Regions from separate parts of the Mus musculus genome. Here region 1 is linked to region 2. The links are chromatin contacts, called in public HiChIP or PLAC-seq maps. All regions are on one chromosome and are shown on one strand. The core of a region is the stretch at or near the end of the contact, and the rest is flanking DNA. Distances in the headings are between cores, read along the strand shown. Region 1 overlaps Slc38a9 (solute carrier family 38, member 9). Region 2 has its middle 59 kb from the start of Gm15322.

Region 1 (4,664 bases), core at 266-2,765, 730 kb after region 2:
TGCGTCCTTTTCTCTGGGGTTCCTCTAAAACGGCATGCAATGGTTCACTAGGAGCACAGCCTTTCTCCTTAGCACTGTTTTGTTTGTGGTTGTTCAATGATTCTGTGAAGATCAACCTTTTTATTTTTTTCTACATCAGAATGTACTCTTTATACTAAATACTCTGTGAAAACTCCAGTGCATAGAATAATAGTGGTTGGCATGGTTTTATACAAACAAAAATATCCATTTCTTTTTTTTTAATTTTTTATTTTTTATTAGATATTTCCTTTATTTACATTTCAAATGTTATCCCCTTTCCTAGTTTCCCCTCCGGAAGTCCCCTACCCCCTCCCACCTTCCCCTGCTCACCACGCTGGGTACAGCTTAGCAAATTTGAGACCAACAGGGCTACCTCGTGAACTCTTGCCAATAAATAAATAAATAAATAAATAGAAACTTCAAATTTCTGTTTTTTCTTTTTAACTGTTTCAGTGAAATCAATGTTATCAGAGTTGCTCCCATTTTCACCAGATTCTAGTTACAACTACCTTAAAACAGTGTGTCCTTTACACTAAAGCAACGGTTCTTAACCCGTGAGTCTCCATGTGATATCCTGCATATCAGATATTTATGTCACGATTCATAACAGTAGCAGAATTACACTGAAGAAGTAGCAGTGAGGTCATTTTATGGTTGGGGGCCACCACAGCATGAGGAAGGTTGCAGCATGAGGAAGGGTGAGAACTGCAAAAGAAGACTCTTTTGCTCCACATTTGAAAGTGTGCAATCTGCTTGCTCTATGAATCTGTCTCAAAGAGTCAATTGAAACTTTCTAGCCTGGGATAAATCCTGTTTGTTTTGTTTTTTGCTCATCCTTGGTTATTGAAGCACTGTTCACAATATGTATGCAACTTGGGACTAAATCCTTCACTGATGTCTTGCTAAGCTGATTCAGAAAGTAGAACCAGCGATTGGTATACAGATGAACTAAAACTGAAGTAATGAAATGAAAATTAGCATTGGGTTTGCAGCCGCTAGCTAGGCTAGCCCTCAAGAGATTTAGGGGATAATACTTCTCTCAGCTTTATAAATTATATTTTTGAAGTTATTGGTGGTAGAAAATGTAACTTAATTTTCTATTTTTCCCAGTACTTCTTTACATTGTAGGGACTCAGTAAGTCCTTGCTGAATGAATGACTGTGTTTAACATTACCGTTACTTAATATTTTGGCTGTCTTAGTAATTTCCGCCATCCTAATCCACGAAGTGTGTGGAAGTGAAATACTTTTCTTGGGGTGATATTAGTTTTGGTTATACCCCTTCCCCTTTGTGGTTCTGGGACCTCTCACGTAGTGTGCAAGTACTCTGCCATTGAGCTCTGTTGTCTCTCCCTTCCAGTCTCTTTGAAACGTTACTCTTCCAAGATACTGCCTAATGGCTGTCTGTAGCATTTGCTTGCCTTTAGTAGTCCCAGTAAGGGCCTGGCTGGCTTGAGCACTGGGCAGAAAAGCAGAAGCGAAGAGGGAAGTGAAAGGGAAAGAAACAGAACAGAAATGCACAGCTTTGGGGACTAGAGCATGTTACTGGCATCTGTGTCACAAAGTCAGTGGCGCGTCGGCAGTTGTCTACATGTTTATTATTAAGGACGTCTTTTATTTAAAGGGGAGCAATTCAAAAGGTGGCATTAAAAAGTATTTTTATCTGTTTATTGTGATGAATAATAATACAACTGACCATTTCTCACCACAGAGCTCTGATGCACTTGGTATTATTTTTAACCCTTACGTGAACCAGAGAGGTGGGTGCGATTGCTTTGATTTTGCAGGTGGGAAGGTGGTGGCGTGAAGGTTGAATGGGTGGTACTGAATCATGTAAGCAAAGAGCCAATTTCTGATACAAAACCTATTTCCTTTCAGTCCCTCCACAAATATCATTGTAAGGAAATCAGGATACGTTTGGCTAGCCTGAAGCTCAGGAGTAGATCACTCACCCAGCAACCATGTGTCCTGTACTGATCGCTAGAGAGCAAGAGGGAAGTGGAAAGGAAGGCGAGGGAGGGGGCAGGGAAAATTAACGTAAGTCCTTTAAACAAATCAGGACTGATACTACACACTTGTTCAGTGTCAGAGTAATGTGAAGTAGCGACAGAAGTGCGACTTGACAGAGAGCAGGACATGTGGCACAGCACCGGTGAAGAGGGTCAGCTCAGATTTGGACTGCCTGGTCCTGACAGTCCGTGATTGGTCCTTTATACCTTCTGTCTTTTTACATATAACAACAGTTCCAACAGCAACTTACACGGTAAAGAATAAGAACAACAATTGCTTTTACAGCTCACAATGTATTTCATTTTATATAGTTCTTTGCATTGTAGCGTGAAATATACATACACAAAAGTGAATTAAGCACACACTCACACATACATAGGGTTATAGAGCAAATATCCCTGTAACAACAATTAGATTGAAGAAGATGAACACTGCCAGTACCACATAAGATCTCCTGTCTTTCCTGTTACAATCCTGTGATCCTCCTTCCAGCGGGTTCTCTCAGCATCAGAAGTGACGCTGCTTCGTCAGGATCATTTCCAGAAAGGAAGCTGCTCATGCATTATAGATGTTTAGTATCTCACTGACCTCTGTCCTTGATATGTCAGTTAAAAGACATCCTCTCCCAAATTACACCGACTGATTGCAGGATGTCAAATTCCTCCTATATTGCTCTGGTCTACATCTCTCTGTGGTAGAATAAACTGTAGGGCTGGGATAACAGCAGAGAGTTGGACTCATCTGTTAGGGTTATTGATCCCTTTACATTAAATAGTGTTTGGAGAACCTGATTGAAGAAAGAGATGCAGTTGAGTCCTGTACAATCTTTTCTGAACTGGAGAAGTTGTCTTAGGTTGCATATGCTGCTATTATTAAAAATATTGTCTTTTATTTTAGATCATTTTAATTGTACCAGCGATGATTTTTCAATTAAAAATAGAGTAAGTAAGCAAAACAAAGCATATTTCAACAGGTGAGTTATTCTAGAGTCTATCAGCATAGTACCATGTGGGTTATAGTATAATGCCTACAAGAGAGTCCCAGAATTCTAATATAGTTAAAATCCTGAGCCCATAGATGAAGAAAACATTATACACTCTCCCCTTAACCTCCCCAGGCTTGTTCTCAAGTTTTCTGTTAAACCCTGAGTACCCACGGATGAGAAGATAATGCTTCTTAAACATTTAAAAGTAAAACTTTGTATGTGCCAGTAATAATAATAAAAATAGTGTATTCTCAAAACAAGAAGACAGTTGTGATGGTAAGGAATGGGGATGCTTATGGATTCAGTGAAGGGAAAGCCAGGAAGAGTCCAGATGGATTAGATGCCGAGCATGAGAAGTCTCCGATGGGACAAGCAGAAGGACCGAGAGGCCAGCAGTTGAAGTAGGAGAAGAGTATGCATGTGGTTTGGGTTGGGTCTTTTATTTTTGAGCAAGAAAGTCGAGTTTGGAACATGCTAAGTGTGAGTTATACAATTCTATCTAGGAAAAGATGCTGAGTAGCTTAGCTGAATGTGCAGGTGCGTTCAGGAGAGATGCTTGACTAGAAACATTACGCAGAAGTTGGCATCCTTACATCTCCTGCACTGTCTGTAGTTGAAGCGCTTTATCTTCACACCTCCTCATGCGGTAGCCACAGTGCTGAGGAGGCTTAGCTTCCTCGTGAGAGCTGCTCTGAGGGGAAACTCTTACAGTCTTTCCTTTAGGTGGACCTCGGTCTCTGTCTGTTTCCCTAAGGCTGGAGGCTTTGAAGACCTCATCTCATACTCCGAAAGAGCAGCCGTTCCCTGCACCCATCCCTTGCGGCCATTTCAGAGGTTCTTTTCGTTGCCACCAGCTTACCTAATCTCATTCCCTCTTTTTTAAGCTTTCCAAAAGATTTTTAAAATATTCTGTTCCAGGGTTGGGTCCAAATAACTGCATCTGTATAGTCCTGGAAATGAATTGTCTCACTTATTTTTCTTTAGGCTGAAAGACAAAAAAAGAAAAACCACTCAAGTTAGTAATGATACATGTCAATCACTTACCTCCTTTAAGCCCTGGCGGCTTTGCACCGTGGTCCTAGGCTTGCCTAAGAGTCGGAGACCAACCTGGGGAATAGGGAGCCGCCTTTAAAAACGATACTAGCAGCAAATTCCCATACCTCTCTATTTTGTCTGCATGCAAATATATTAAAAATAGTAAAATGTTTTTAAGATTAAACAAAATTACTTTTTTTTTCCTGGTTGCTATAGGACTGGCTGCCCCAGTGCCTGGAATCTGAGGGAAAATGGCAAGTGTGGATGGTGATTCCAGGCATCTTCTCTCTGAGGTGGAACATGAAGTAAGCCCTGGGCCTATGAACATCCAGTTTGATTCATCAGATCTGAGATCTAAAAGGTGAGGTCTTAATGTGCTCACTTCATACCTAGGGCTTCTAGCAATTAAGATATAATACAGTACAGCCCAAAAGATCAATAGAATCGATAATGAAATCATCATTTTCTTACAGGACTCATACCCTGATGTGTGTGCATATGAGTCCTGTTTCCTCACTTGCACATTTTTGTGTCTTGGAATAAACGAGTCTGTTAAGCAAAGGGCTGGGTTTTGTCAAGGAGGGCGCATGTATGTAAGGGACTCGGATGCCTGT
Region 2 (4,673 bases), core at 1,206-3,705:
CTCACTCTTGAGAACTCAGCTCTGCAGGAGGACAGGAAATGGTCTATTGAGAAACTGGTGACGTGAAAACGCTGAAATCCATCTTCAGCCTCGGTTCTGGTTTAGTTTGATTGGGAAACAGCAGCATTTATAAAAGCTGAATGGCTTCTTCTTCTATCCCTGTGGTCGCTGCTGTGATTTCTAGGTGAAGATTCAGGCTGCTAGTATAGCCCTTTGATTAGCTGGTTACTCAAAAGGGCTGCTCGTGCCTGTCTCTTAGCTGTGTGCCTTGGGTGGTCGTACAGGTGCAGAACTAGAGAAAATAGAAGGACTGGGTTTGAGATGTCCTGATAAAAGCCTTCACGAAAGGGACTTATATGTTAATATTTAACAAATGTGCATGGGCACTGGGCTGAAGTGGGAGCAGCTTTCTGGAAAGATGTTTATCAAATGTTTATTAAACCTACACGCCTTTCTGGTGTGTGTGTGTGTGTGTGTGTGTGTGTGTGTGTGTGTGTGTGTGTGTGTGATTCCTCAGGACCCATCCAGTCTAGTTTTTGAGATACAGTCTCTCACTGGGACCTGGGGCTTGACAATTAGGCCAGGCTGGATGGACAGTAGACCCCAAGGATCTGTCTCTCAGCCTTTGAAGTACTGGGAGTGCCAAGTGCACATCACCACCCTCAGTGATTTTTTCACTTTTCTGTAAGCTCTGATGATCATACTTAGGCCTGCATGCTTGTAGAACTAGCACTTTTCACCTCAAAGTCATAGCCTTTAAAATGGGCCTAAAAACCCCTCCAAACACACACACACACACGCACGCACGCACGCACGCACACAGACAATCACGTCAAAACAAAAGAGGTGGGAATTTCTCTGGAAAGAATGGCTGAAATTGGGGCAGAAGGACCCCCACAACGACATAGAGCTTACTAACGTTAGCTGCACATGTGCAGACCCAGTGTGAATCTTTTTCCAAAGCACATTGTGTTTACCAATGAAGCATGCATGCATTTTCATGCTTAGGTTTTAAAGAAAGATAAGCAAATTGGGAGAGAACCAAGAATGTGTTTGAGATCTTAAGAAGAAGTGATCACACACACAAAACAAATCAATAATTTAGGGATATATCTATTGGGCTAATTGAGAAGCAAGTATAGGAAAATATATGCTTGTAATCTGTCCTTGGGTAGTCGATATACTAACTCTTAGAGTGGTTATAAAAATATACACTCTGATTACATTTGGAATTAAATTTAAAATGTCTTTACTGGGTTGTGTCAATTGAAATTATATCAAAACCCTGTCTCGAAAAAAAAAAAAAAAAAAAGAAAGAAAGAAAGAAAGAAAGAAAGAAAGAAAGAAATAAATTATATCAAAAATGTTGGCAACCAGAGAGCAGAGGCAGAGAGGCTCAAGGGCGAGTTCTGGCTGCAGAGAACTTGTTTTTACCCTTGAGGGCTGGGCATAGAGTGATTAATCATCATAGGATATCAGATATATCCCCTGTCTCATTCAATAAGAAAGAGGCCAATAGTCGAGAAAGAGATGGGGTGGAGAAAGGGTGGTATGGATGGATCAGGAACTTATTATTGCGTATGTTTCCTCAGTGTTTTGTCAAGAGCACCCAGTGCTCACCAATTCTACAGTCTACTCTTCTGACTCCATTGCACCGTTCAATCCATCTGAAGAATAGTAGTCTATGAGTTTTGACATAGATTGTGTGACACAAACACACCCAGGTACAATGTATACTGTCAACTATGCCTTTTCCTAAGTAATTCCTGCTCCTACCACACTCTCAGAGGCAATCTACAGCTATTCCTGTGAGAGTGGGTAAGCATGTTTGTGTCTTACCATTGGTTAATTTTGCCTGTCTAGGCATTTCATGTTATAATCATAAAACATGCACTCTCCTGTAGAAAAAGTTCCCTTCACTTGGCTTAGTATTTTTGAGATGTCTGATTTTGAAAAGTTGAAAAAATATCCCTTAGTCTTTGGCGATTCTTGGGTTAGCATCAGGAATGCTGGGTAATGGTGGCGCGCCTTTAAACCCAGCACTCAGGGGGCAGAGGCAGGTGGATCTCTGAGTTCAAAGTCAGCCTGGTCTACAGAGTGAGTTCCAGGACAGTCAGGGCAATACAGAACCCTGTCTCCAAAATCCAAAAATCAATCAGTCAGTCAGTCAGTCAGTCAGTCAGTCAGTCTGCCTGCCTCCTGCCTGCCTACCTGCCTATCTATTTTTTTTTTTAAACTGAAGTGGTGAGGGTAATGGGGAGAGGAGAGGAAGTGGATCCTAAGTATAGAAACTCGGGCCTCTTAATTTTCTGATGCAAAACTGAGGACTGGTTCTTGTCAAGGTCATGCAGGTTGAGCTGAAACTGGAACCCAGATCTCCTGACCCACTCTTGGAACAGTGAGCCAGGCAGCTGAGCGAGGTGGTTGTTTTGAGCCGATGCCATGTGAGACTAGAGAGTTTCGACAGAGCTTTGCTTAGAGGATGTGAAACTACACTAACCTCATGTGACAAGAGAACCTTGGAGGCCTTGGTGTGGGGCCAGGAGAGGAAGTCTGCATGGCTTCTGGTTACCAACTCCACCTCTGAACCCACTGGCCTGGGGTGACTTATGGCGAACCTTCTCATTTGCAATAAAACCAGACATGGGGCAGGGAAAGCTTTTCTACGGCAGCGTGCAGAAGGCAGGGCACTGCTAAAAAAAGGTAGGTGGGCGTGGCCTCTAAAAGGCACCTTCAGCCACATGCGTGCTCCTCCCAGAGCAGGGGGATCTGGAGCTGCAAACAAATCCCTAGGGAGGGAGAGATGCTGTGGTTACAGACACAGCCTTTGTGTCTTGTATGCATGTTCCAATTCAGCCCCAGATGACAATGACCTGGTAGTTCCTGCCTGCCAGCTGTTGGCTGGCCTCTGTGAAAGTCCCCAATGTTTGGGCCAATGCCTCGTGGGCAGGTATCCATATCATGAGGCCAACTGGCACTGTTGGCACCTTTGTTGGTCAAATGAGCACAGTGACTTGGGACAGAGGTGGCTGATCCACCCTCCCTACCAGCTGGCTGGTGGGAGCCTGTGGGCAGGTGCCCTGGGGAGAAAAGGGTTCCAGTTGCCATGGTAACTGTTCAAAAAAGGAGGTTCCCTCCTCAAGGCCAGTTTGGTGTCTTTTCTGCAGGGGAAGAAATGGATCTGTGGCAGCCAGGCCGGCCGTGTATATCAATTCGTGCCTCATCTGTTTGGAATCTTTACTTCTAATTGGACCTATTATTAGTGTCTGGGAGAGAATCTGAGGGCTGGTGGATCTGTTGAGAGATGTCATTATAGCAAAGACTAGGTCACCAGAGAAGTCCCAGAAGAATCATTCCCGTGTATACCAAGCAGAGCTGGACAAAGAATTCCAAAGGCTTTTTTTTTTTTTTTTTTTTTTTTTAAAGGCAGACTTGCAGGTTGGACGAGTTCTCTGGGCTATTCCGGGATATGGAGATTAGCACTGACTGAGGCCTTCACCCTAGATGTCCTTTGGCCAAACTGTCCTGGGCACAGGGGTGAAGGGACCCTGGTCAGCTTGCTGGGCCTGGCTAGTTTCCCACAGTGAATGCATTGTAAAGAACCAAGCATTCTCGTCGATGCTGTCTCTTCTGTAAAGGTTTCACGTATGCCTTTACCTTGGACGGACGTTTCTGGCTTTGATCAGAAAGTCCAACTCCTTCATCTTACTACTTCTGCATCTCGCTTCTGATGAAAGCCATCCTCACGCAGGTCACTGGGTTGAGGGTCAGTGATTTTTCCCACTCAGCCTTTCTTCTGTGTGTTGGTATAAAGATCCTCTGTTCCAGGCTTTGAGATGATTGGGAGAAATACTAGCACTGTGTGAGTGCAGGAGCTTCTGAGCCCCTTCCTGGGGCAGGGCGTGGATTGTGCTCTGTTCTGCCTACTGATAGCTAGTCAGAATCATTTAGATGGGCTGGTAGGTACCTAGGATTAGGAAATATGACTTATTCTGGCTAAACCTGAACACCTTGCCTGCAAGTGTGGCCGTGGTGGACACAGCCATCAATTGTCTAACGTAGCAAGTGAGACTAGAACAGATCTTCCTGCTGCTGCTTGCCAGCTGGTTCTGGTTCTGGAGACCGAATTACACACACACACACACACACACACACACACACACACACACACACACACACACAGTTCTCACTATATTTTCCCAGTAACGGATTGAACTTGCAAAGTGTTGTCCTGTGTCCTACTGCTAAGCAAATATTTAGAATTTGTCTTCTGAGCTGGGACACTGGGGATGCAGAGAGAGACGGGGCATCATCATCTGCTATCCCAGAGGCCCTCACAAGGGAGAGACGGCAAGGAAAAGGTCCTCACAACTGTCCCGAGTTCCTTCAATGATGGACAATGATATAGAAGCACGAGTTGAATAAACCCTTTTATCCCCAAGTTGCTTTTGGTCATGGTATTCCATCAAAGCAACAGAAACCCTAACTAACACACTTTCCTGGCATGCTCGAGGCCACAGGATCTATCTCCAGCACAGACTGCATAGAGCAGCCATGGTGGCACACAACCATAATCCCAATACATGCAAGATAGAAACAGGATGATCAGAAGAAGTTCCAGGTCATGGCAAGTTCACAAAGCAAGTTCAAGGCTGGGCTACATGAAACTCTAC

What was found. HiChIP or PLAC-seq counts read pairs in DNA pulled down with a chosen protein or histone mark.
Region 1: a contact with region 2 is called in an H3K4me3 HiChIP or PLAC-seq map of bone marrow-derived macrophages, with 4 times the contacts expected there. The contact joins two enhancer-like sites. A contact is called at or near these places in 1 of 39 promoter capture datasets (the C10 cell line) and 1 of 115 datasets of contacts at active chromatin or transcription factors (bone marrow-derived macrophages).

The regions. Positions count from the first base shown.
Region 1 is chr13:112,665,321-112,669,984 of GRCm38.p6, forward strand. It overlaps Slc38a9 (solute carrier family 38, member 9), which reads left to right. Exons shown (of 15, transcript NM_178746.4): 2 at 4,267-4,411. The coding sequence starts at 4,302. It overlaps Gm52034 (a long non-coding RNA gene), which reads right to left. Exons shown (of 2, transcript XR_003950560.1): 2 at 4,244-4,664. Among named protein-coding and RNA genes, the nearest start is that of Gm52034, 5.7 kb to the right of the region's middle. Within about 2 kb of position 1,516, at least 71 of the 459 cell types and tissues checked have an H3K27ac peak or open chromatin away from gene starts, as enhancers often do. A contact at or near this core is called in bone marrow-derived macrophages, where this site is marked.
Region 2 is chr13:111,933,671-111,938,343 of GRCm38.p6, forward strand. No RefSeq gene overlaps it. Among named protein-coding and RNA genes, the nearest start is that of Gm15322, 59 kb to the right of the region's middle. Within about 2 kb of position 2,456, at least 164 of the 459 cell types and tissues checked have an H3K27ac peak or open chromatin away from gene starts, as enhancers often do. A contact at or near this core is called in bone marrow-derived macrophages, where this site is marked.